Linked DNA regions of Mus musculus: regions 2 and 3 are each linked to region 1. Evidence: chromatin contacts called from public promoter capture Hi-C data. All regions are on one chromosome and are shown on one strand. The core of a region is the stretch at or near the end of the contact, and the rest is flanking DNA. Distances in the headings are between cores, read along the strand shown.

Region 1 (2,700 bases), core at 35-2,534:
TGCCTCTGCTGTACTGGCTCAAACCCGTCAGACAGGCACTATTATTAGCCCTACTTGACAAATCACAAAATTGGGACATAAACAGAGCAAATAATTCTGCCAAAGCAACACATCTAGGGATTGGCAAAGACAAAAATATAGATGCAGAAAATGCCAGGCCTTGGATGCCTGCATAAGTGCTTCTTCCAACAAGGTGAGTATCCCAGTTCATGTTGACCATAGGTAAACACAGACACTGTGATACTTAGATACTTGCAGTCATTTGATAAGCTATTTTACATCACTGAGACTAACAAAAAGAAAGATGATTTTGTTCTCTCGGTTTTGAGACACTCATTTTCTCCCTAGCAGTTTCGTTTATATCAGTCTTAAAAACAGATTCACAACAGTTAACTATGAACCAGGGCTTCTACCACATATCGAAGTTCCACAATCTACATTGCCTGCCTGGAGGTAATGCGTTCTTCCTGTGCAGCTGAGACTCAGAAATATCTTTTCCTGCTGACCCTAGACCTAGAATGAACGGTTGCTCAGTGTGAACAGGGTAGAAGGTGGCTTGAACTAAAGGTTGGGAATTTGTGGGAAGGGAGGAGACACAGAATTCCTAGCAAGATATACATGGGCCTCTGTTTTCTTCTGACTTGCTAAGCTGCCAGCAAACTCAGGCTTTTGTGCATGTCGTTTCCTCTTAGGCTTCAAGCGGGTCTTCTTGACACTTGTTCTCAACTCAAATGTTACCTCTTCAGCAATACCTTCTAGGGCGCCCTATCCCGCTTCACTGCCAAAATGGACACATATGACTCTAGGATTTGTCGGTTTCTTCAAAGCCAGAACCCTGACTTTTCAATGACCACTGCATTATAGCGCATAGGCCTTGGCATAAAGTCTATACGCTCTGCACACAGCGTGCAATAAGAAAGGACAGAGACAATACAACAAGGAAACTTCTAGCAATCTCAATCACTTCAAATCCTAGCCCTCCACCTCCGTCTCTTTAAAACGGGGTCGCGCAGACAACCCCGGAAGGGACTGTTTCTGGAACTTTCGGGGGCGGGGACGGGAAGGTGGGCTGCGGCGAGCGGCGTCACGTCCGTTAGGATTACCTGTGGGGCTGGGAGCGAAGCGCACTCGCACCGGGGCCCCGGGATCTGGGCCCAGACTGGCCTCGCGCCGCCCCACGCGGTGCCCGAGGGCCACCACGTGCGGCTCGGCCAGCAGAAGCCTCTTGAGGGGCGCCGCCATGTGGACTAGAAACACACACGTGGGCTCCTTCGCGCGTCACTTCCGCTCGGCGGGGGGGAAAAAAATCACTCCAACCAATCAACTTTCGCCACAGCGAGCGCGGCCCTGCCACTTAAAGGCGTAAGCCGCCTATCTGGGCTGCTCACGCCCCTCTGGACTAGGGCGGCGATGCGCCGCCGCTCGGGGACCGAGCGCTGCGAGCAGGCGATCTCCCAGACCCGCCCCCTCCGGCTGCGGGAATGCTAAAGCGTGGCAGGGGCCGGCCCGGGAAGCGGAGGAGGCGGGTCTCCATAGAAACCTCCACCTGTTTCCGGCCAGCCTGTGTGAAATTAGGGGCTGGTGCGGGGGCCAATCTCCGCCAGCTCGCTTCTTCCCGGCGGCCCCTGCGGTCGTGGTGGGTGTTGTACACAATCATCATGGCGGCGGCCGGAGCCCCGGATGGTGAGTGTGGCGGGGAAGGCGGTCGGTCGGCGGCTGAAGAGCTTGCGGACGCTGCCGGGGTCGTGGGACCGGGCCTGGCCCCGGAGGGAGGAGCGTGGCGCGGCAACGACGGTGCCCGGGCCCGTTCTCGTCGCAGGCCGGGCTCGTGGCGAGCACCCACCCCCCTAACCCCTTTGCAGGCATGGAGGAGCCAGGCATGGACACGGAGGCCGAGGCTGTGGCCACCGAGGCGCCCGCACGGCCCCTCAACTGCGTGGAGGCCGAAGCAGCCGTAGGGGCAGCGGCGGAGGACTCCTGCGACGCGCGAGGCAACCTGCAGCCGGCCCCGGCCCAGCCCCCTGGGGACCCTGCGGCCCAGGCCTCGGTCAGCAACGGCGAGGACGCGGGCGGCGGTGTGGGCAAGGAGCTGGTGGATCTGAAGATAATCTGGAACAAGACCAAACACGACGTGAAGGTCCCTCTGGACAGCACGGGGTCCGAGCTAAAGCAGAAGATTCACTCCATTACAGGTATTCGAGGAGCTGACACCCGACTGCTTCTACCCACGACCTACCTTCTAGCTCTTGATGCTTACGTCGTGCTAAACTGTTAGCGATTTTCTTGCGCCTAGACTCCCGCTATCCTCACTGCAGTTTTCTGAAATCAGTACTTGTATGTCCATTAGTAATCAGAGAGGGAAAATTAGGCCCAGAATGATAGTGGTACCACCAAGTGGTGGAGTGAGATGCAAGCCTGAATCTTGAGTATTAAGGCTCACCCTTCTAACTAATGTTGGACTGTCATTGCTAGGCGCGGTATTTATGAACTTTACAGGAGATTCTGAACAGGTCCAGTATTTAGCCACGGATTTATTTTCAGCAGACAGATCAGTTTCATAAGGGAAGTTCATGAAACAGTGTTATCAACTGTCCTAATGGCCCTTTATAAATATTCATACATGGCCGTTTTATTTGTTTTGGTTTGCTACTTGAAATACTTTCCTTAAAGCTTTCTCCATGTATCGGGTAAAAAGCTTAT
Region 2 (2,758 bases), core at 49-2,548, about 12 Mb before region 1:
TGAGTACCGATTATGTAACTATGCCCTGGTTAGATTAATATTTTAAAATTGTGATTTATTGGGCCTTATGTGGCATAGGCTATACAGCCTACTCTTAGCACTTAGGGATATACTCTCCGGTTAAATTCATAGCCTACTGAACTATACTGCAAACTAAAGTCTCAGATGGGGTGAGGGCAAGAGAAGGTAATACTGTAGGTTCCGACTAGATTTAGTTACAAACTCAAGTTTCTCCCGGCTATTTTTCGACTTCATCAATGACATCACCTGAAATGCAAGTGACTGACGGCTAATGCTGGTCAACCTCCTCATCTTATTGGAATATACACCTGGTACTGCGGCTACTGCACTCTTATCTGAAATGCCTTGTATTGGAAATGGCTTAAGGGTTGGGCCGAGAGGATTAAAAAAAAAAAAAAACGTACCACATGCCACAACTAATGTCTCAATAGGTTAAAGAGCCCAACAGATGCTTTCTTCATCCTTCAGTTTCACAAAACAGGGAAAGCGCATGCAAAGGACCCGAGCGACCACAAGTCCACGGACACACTAAGAGCATTCGCTTTGCCTCCCAGCGGAAGCTCGGCTCCGCCGGGATCTCCGCAGAAGCAGAAAGCTCAACCTCCCATGGCATGGTCATGCCCGGAGATTGGGGAAGGGCAGGCAGGTTCCGAACCCAGTCTCCGGCATCAGCTGCGCTAGGCACAGAGACCCAAAGCGAAGGCCTCGGCCGACTCCGAGAGCCCCTAGGGAGCGCGTGGGAGGTTCGGGCCGCCCTCCTGCCTTCCTCTAACCTTCCAATGAAATAACACTCGGCAATAGAAAGGCAAGGCCCATCCGGCCTCCGATACACGCTCCGGCAGGGCCACCGGGAGCTCCATGGGTTCCACATTAGCCCTGTAGGGAAAATGGCGCCCATCACCCTATTTCCCTCCCGGGCAATCAAAAGGACGAACCTCCCTCCCTTGCTACAAAATGGCGCCTCCCGCTGGGGCCCCAGAATCGGCATAATTCACTCGTCCGTGGGGCGGAGTGGTCCGCGATGAGCAGTTTCGCCATCCAGTCAGGCACAGAAGCTTTGATTCCGTACCTGGCGCCAGCCACTCATGAGCGGGTAGGAAGGTCAGGCAACAATGACGCAGGTGAGGTGGGCGTAGTTAGTGGCGGTTTCCTGCCCGTCAGCTAAATCTAGACCAATCGAGAGCAAGAGTCTTCCAGTGAGTGACGTAAAGACAGCCCAATGGAGGGTAGGGGCGGGACTCAGAATTGCTATGCGGGTTGCGGGGCTTGGGGGCCGGGCGGCTGTTTCCTGTCCTGGTGCATGGTGGTCGGACGAAGGAATTGTTGGAAAATTTTCTCGGAGGTTCGTATATAAATGTGTTTTTACCCAGTGTGCATTATTCTCCGCCCGGCCGCCGCCCTCAGTGCGGCGGCGCGGGCCCACTCGGGCCCCGGCTCTCCCTCCAGCTGCTTATGCTGGTCCTCAGGCCTGGCCGATCCTACGGCCGCCTTCGTAGCGCAGCCCGGGCAGAATCGGAGTTTATTAATAACCCGAGGCCGCCACTCTAGGGCGGCGGAGCCTTTCCCTCTGAGGACGCCACCCCACCCCCCTTCACCCAGCGCCCCGCCTGTCCCCTTAGGGGGCCGCTGAGGGGAGGGAGAGCAGGAGGGGAGGGTGGAGCTCTCGGGAGCCGGGAGGCTCAGCTCGACCTGACCTTCGCGCGGAGCGAGTCCCTGGGCGCTCGCTCGGTGTGGAAGCCGGTCGGACTGGGCCTCCGGGCCTCGGTTCTCAGCAGGCCCCAGCAGGGGCGCGGGGCCCGCGGCTGGGGACACGCCTGCATATCGCCCCCGGGTTTCTTCCTATTCTGATCGTAGGCACATTTATTCGTTTTCACAATTTTTTTCTTCAAAAGTCTGTGAGGCCTAACATCGAATATTCAAAAATAGTCTCTTGGAATGTTTTATAATGGGACTTTCGTTCACTCATTTTTTACTTTCTCCCTTTCATTAAACGATGTTTCAATAAGTAGAAATGAATACCACTGCCCATCTGTTTGTTTAGAATCAAGTTCTGCCTTCCCTTTTGAAATATTCAAATCATCTGGCATATTCCGTTGGGAATGTGAGAAATTGCACGTTTCAGATTGTGTTCAGTTTGGTCCTAAATTTTACTAGGAAAGATGCGTTCAGCCCTATTCGGCAAAAACTTGTGTAACATTTTAACACTTTCTTCATTCTAAGTATATAGTAAATTCATTGTGAAATGTAAAGATCACAAAACAATAAGCATAAATCTTACCCTGACATTTTGAGTATTTGGAGATGAGTCAATCGACTCTACAAATACTCTTCCCCTTTGTTTATTTTGGTTTGTTTTATCTGGGCATGGTGTCTCTGTCTATAATTCCAGCAATCGGAGTCTGAGGCAAGAGGATTTCAAGACTACTCTTTATTACAGATTTACAGCTAGCTACACACTGAGTTCCTGATCTCAAGTATACTAATAACAGCTTTTTGATAGAATATACACACGTTCAAATTCACCTAAAATAGTCCAAACTAAGTCTGGTAGTTCAACTTTGAAATCTAAGCTATCAAGGCAAAAATAGGAGAAATTTCAAATTCAAGGCCTGCCTCCACTACAGATTGAGTTTATGGCCAACCTGAGTTACCTAGGAGTAAGGCCCTATCCTACGAGAAGAGCAGGTTGAGGATATAGCGAGTGGGGGAATGCTTACCTACCAGGTACAAGGCCTTA
Region 3 (2,788 bases), core at 279-2,778, about 20 Mb before region 1:
AATCCCCTCTTGATGAGGACTGGGCTAGGCACTGACCTAGAGTTTTGGCAGCTGGCCCAAGTTTGGATTTTTGGTTTGCTTTTATTTTTTAGACCTCGGTTCCACATTATAAAAAAAGATGCAATATTTGTCTCTATAAGCTTGGCTTATTATGATGATCTCCAGCTCCATTTCTAGCAAATGATATTATATTCCCCTAACATCTGAATATCAATTGTGTTTCCATATCATATTTTCCCCCTGGATAGCCCTGGTCCTCTAGCTTCATGTAGGATTTCCTATGATGTGTCAGTTGTGGGTGGAGATGGACCCCTTCTGGAGGGTGTAAGAAGCAAATGATAGGTTTTAGCGAAAGAATGCCACATACATTATTTTATGAAGATCAGTTTTATGACCGAAATTAGTTTTTATACTTGTCTTGAATAGGTTTAAAGTACGACTTTAACTATTCTTTCTTTTTTTCACCTAGCCTTTCCCCCCATTTTATTGAAAATGGATTTTTTTTTTCGCCTCACATAACATATCCTGATTATGTTTTCCCTTCTCTCCTTCCAGTTCCTCCCCATCTGGGTCCTGCCCCGTTTTGTCTCTCGTTAGAAAACAAACAGGCTTCCAAGGGAAGAAAAGAAAAAAGAAAAAAAAAAAAAGAAAGAAAACTAGCACATCAGTGTTGAACAGAACCAACAGAAGGACAGAATGCATGAGAAGGAACAAGAATCAGAGATACACTTGTTCGCACACTCAGGCGAACACTATAAAATCCCATAAAAAACACTAGTAAACTGGAAGGCAGGCAGGCCCTGGGCATGCTGCCTTAGTCTCAAGAGTTTATAAGAGCATAGAGGGCCTTGATTCTTCGGTGTCCTCCATCCCCCTAGGTTCTTACACTCTTTCTTCCTCCTTTTCTATGGGGCCCCCTGAGTCATTTGGGGAGGGATTTGATGGAGAAGTCCCTTAGGACTGAGTATTCGCAGATGTCTTGGTCTCTGCATAATGTCTGGCTGTTTTCACGTATTAATGTGGCGACGACTATCTTATTGCTGATCCTATCTCTACTACCATCCACAAAACTGTAAAAGCAAATGGACTGTGGGCCTTCATAAGAGTTTCACAGTACCCCTATTTCTGTAAGGCTGAAATTCAAACACCTTTGGTCTAGCCCCACTCTTTAACTGAGGAGTGTAGACCTACGAGCCCCGGGCTTCCTATCTGCTTCTTATTTGCGGGTTGTAGGCTTTAGTGCAAACCAGAACAAAATCTTGGTGTTTCCATAATGTCCATAATGTAAAATAGCAAAAAAAAAAAAAAAAAAGTCAGAGGGGTAGGGAAGGGGGAAGGGAGGAGGAAGAAGGAAAAAGGAAAAAGGTGTTCTGGATATCTGGTTGGTTACTTTTTTGTTATGAAATAAAAATACTCGGGAGATTTGCTTGCCCACACCCAATATGGCGGCAGGAGAACTCGTTCCCGCCAGGTCCGCTTTCACCCAATGTGGTGGAAAGGAGCGCAGTCTCCCGGGCTTTGCCCACACTCAATATGGCGGCCAAGGGACTCGTGTGCTGTCTGTCTACTGCTCAGTTTCCGCCCATTCAACTCCCGGCGTTGAAACGTCAAGAACGTCATTCGAATTCCGTCCGTCGCGTTGCTCTGCACGTCACGGGTGGCGGGAGCGGGAAGGAGTTCGTAATTCGGTTAGTCTGCTCTGGTGAGGAAAGTGCTGTCTATCGCGCAGCTTCCATCCCTCCGTCCGAGCAGCCTCTCGGAGTCCAACCCTTCACATCTGACAGTCGTCTCTGTCCCTTCTTCGCCTCGGAGCTGCTAACTGGTCTCGAACCTCTCAGCACTTCAGCTTCTAGCGGCGATGCATGTGATCAAGCGAGGTGAGGGGTCCGTGGGGATGGGGAGGAGGAGAGGGGACCCGGCTGCGGAGAGCCCAGCGGTCACTATCGCCGGCCCGCCCGACCCGCCCGACCCGCGGCGCCTCGCCGCTTCCCGCGCTTCCCGCCGCGCTTCCCGCCCTGTCTGTCAGCTGGGCCTGTGTCTGCTCAGTCTGTCCCCATTCTCTTGACCTTTGTGTGTTCCCTTTGACTTTGACTTTGTGCTCCCTTCCAGACTCCCTCCAACCCTGTCTGAGATTGTTCCCGAGCACTGTTATTCCTTGCCGCCATCCTCAGAGGTAGCTGCTTTTGGCTCCATTTTTTTAGAAGAGGTTGCAAAGACACGAAAAAGCACCCCAACACCCCCATTCCACCCCAGCTAGTAGTTGGTGAGGTTAGAATTGAAACCCATAGCTCATAATAGCCCTGTGCCTGTCTTTCCTCATTTCTTAAACAAAATAACAGACAAAAGAACCGCGGAGTCGATGATCTGGTGTAGGAGGAAATAAGGAAAAAAAGAAAAGGCAGGACACCACATTTTTTGAACATCTGTCATTTTTCTGGTCTCTTCTGAGGTGGGAGTGTAGTATCATCTCTCCTGCCTCTGCATTTTTGTGGGGAGGTTTTTTTTTTTTTTTTTTTTTTTACATTGTTTGTTCTTGGGACAGGGTTTCTCTGACTGGCCTGGAACTTACTCTGTGTAGATCAGTCTAGCCTCAAACTCACAGAGGGCTGCCTCCTCTATCATAGGTCGATAGACAAAGACTTTTAACCCAAATAGACAAAGACTTAATCCGAGTAGACATGATTAACCACTGAGCAGTCTCTGCAGACCCCAAAGACAATCTCTTAATTGTTTTAAACAGTTTTAAAAGCTGAATATACTTGATTCTTTGGTATTGCCCGCTTAATAA

What was found. Promoter capture Hi-C pulls out the DNA fragments that hold promoters and counts their contacts.
Region 2: a promoter capture Hi-C map of cranial neural crest shows a contact between it and region 1. The contact joins the promoter of Zfp143 here to the promoter of Ears2 in region 1. A contact is called at or near these places in 4 of 39 promoter capture datasets (cranial neural crest, liver and maxillary cranial neural crest).
Region 3: a promoter capture Hi-C map of cranial neural crest shows a contact between it and region 1. The contact joins the promoter of Rrm1 here to the promoter of Ears2 in region 1. A contact is called at or near these places in 3 of 39 promoter capture datasets (cranial neural crest, maxillary cranial neural crest and pre-B cells).

What each region holds. Positions count from the first base shown.
Region 1 is chr7:122,065,802-122,068,501 of GRCm38.p6, forward strand. It overlaps Ears2 (glutamyl-tRNA synthetase 2, mitochondrial), which reads right to left and starts at 1,285. Exons shown (of 9, transcript NM_026140.3): 1 at 1,104-1,285. The coding sequence starts at 1,242. Ubfd1 (ubiquitin family domain containing 1) reads left to right here and starts at 1,397. Exons shown (of 7, transcript NM_138589.2): 1 at 1,397-1,683; 2 at 1,863-2,192. The coding sequence starts at 1,482.
Region 2 is chr7:110,060,413-110,063,170 of GRCm38.p6, forward strand. It overlaps Zfp143 (zinc finger protein 143), which reads left to right and starts at 1,299. Exons shown (of 16, transcript NM_001374618.1): 1 at 1,299-1,363.
Region 3 is chr7:102,440,167-102,442,954 of GRCm38.p6, forward strand. Rrm1 (ribonucleotide reductase M1) reads left to right here and starts at 1,529. Exons shown (of 19, transcript NM_009103.3): 1 at 1,529-1,877. The coding sequence starts at 1,859.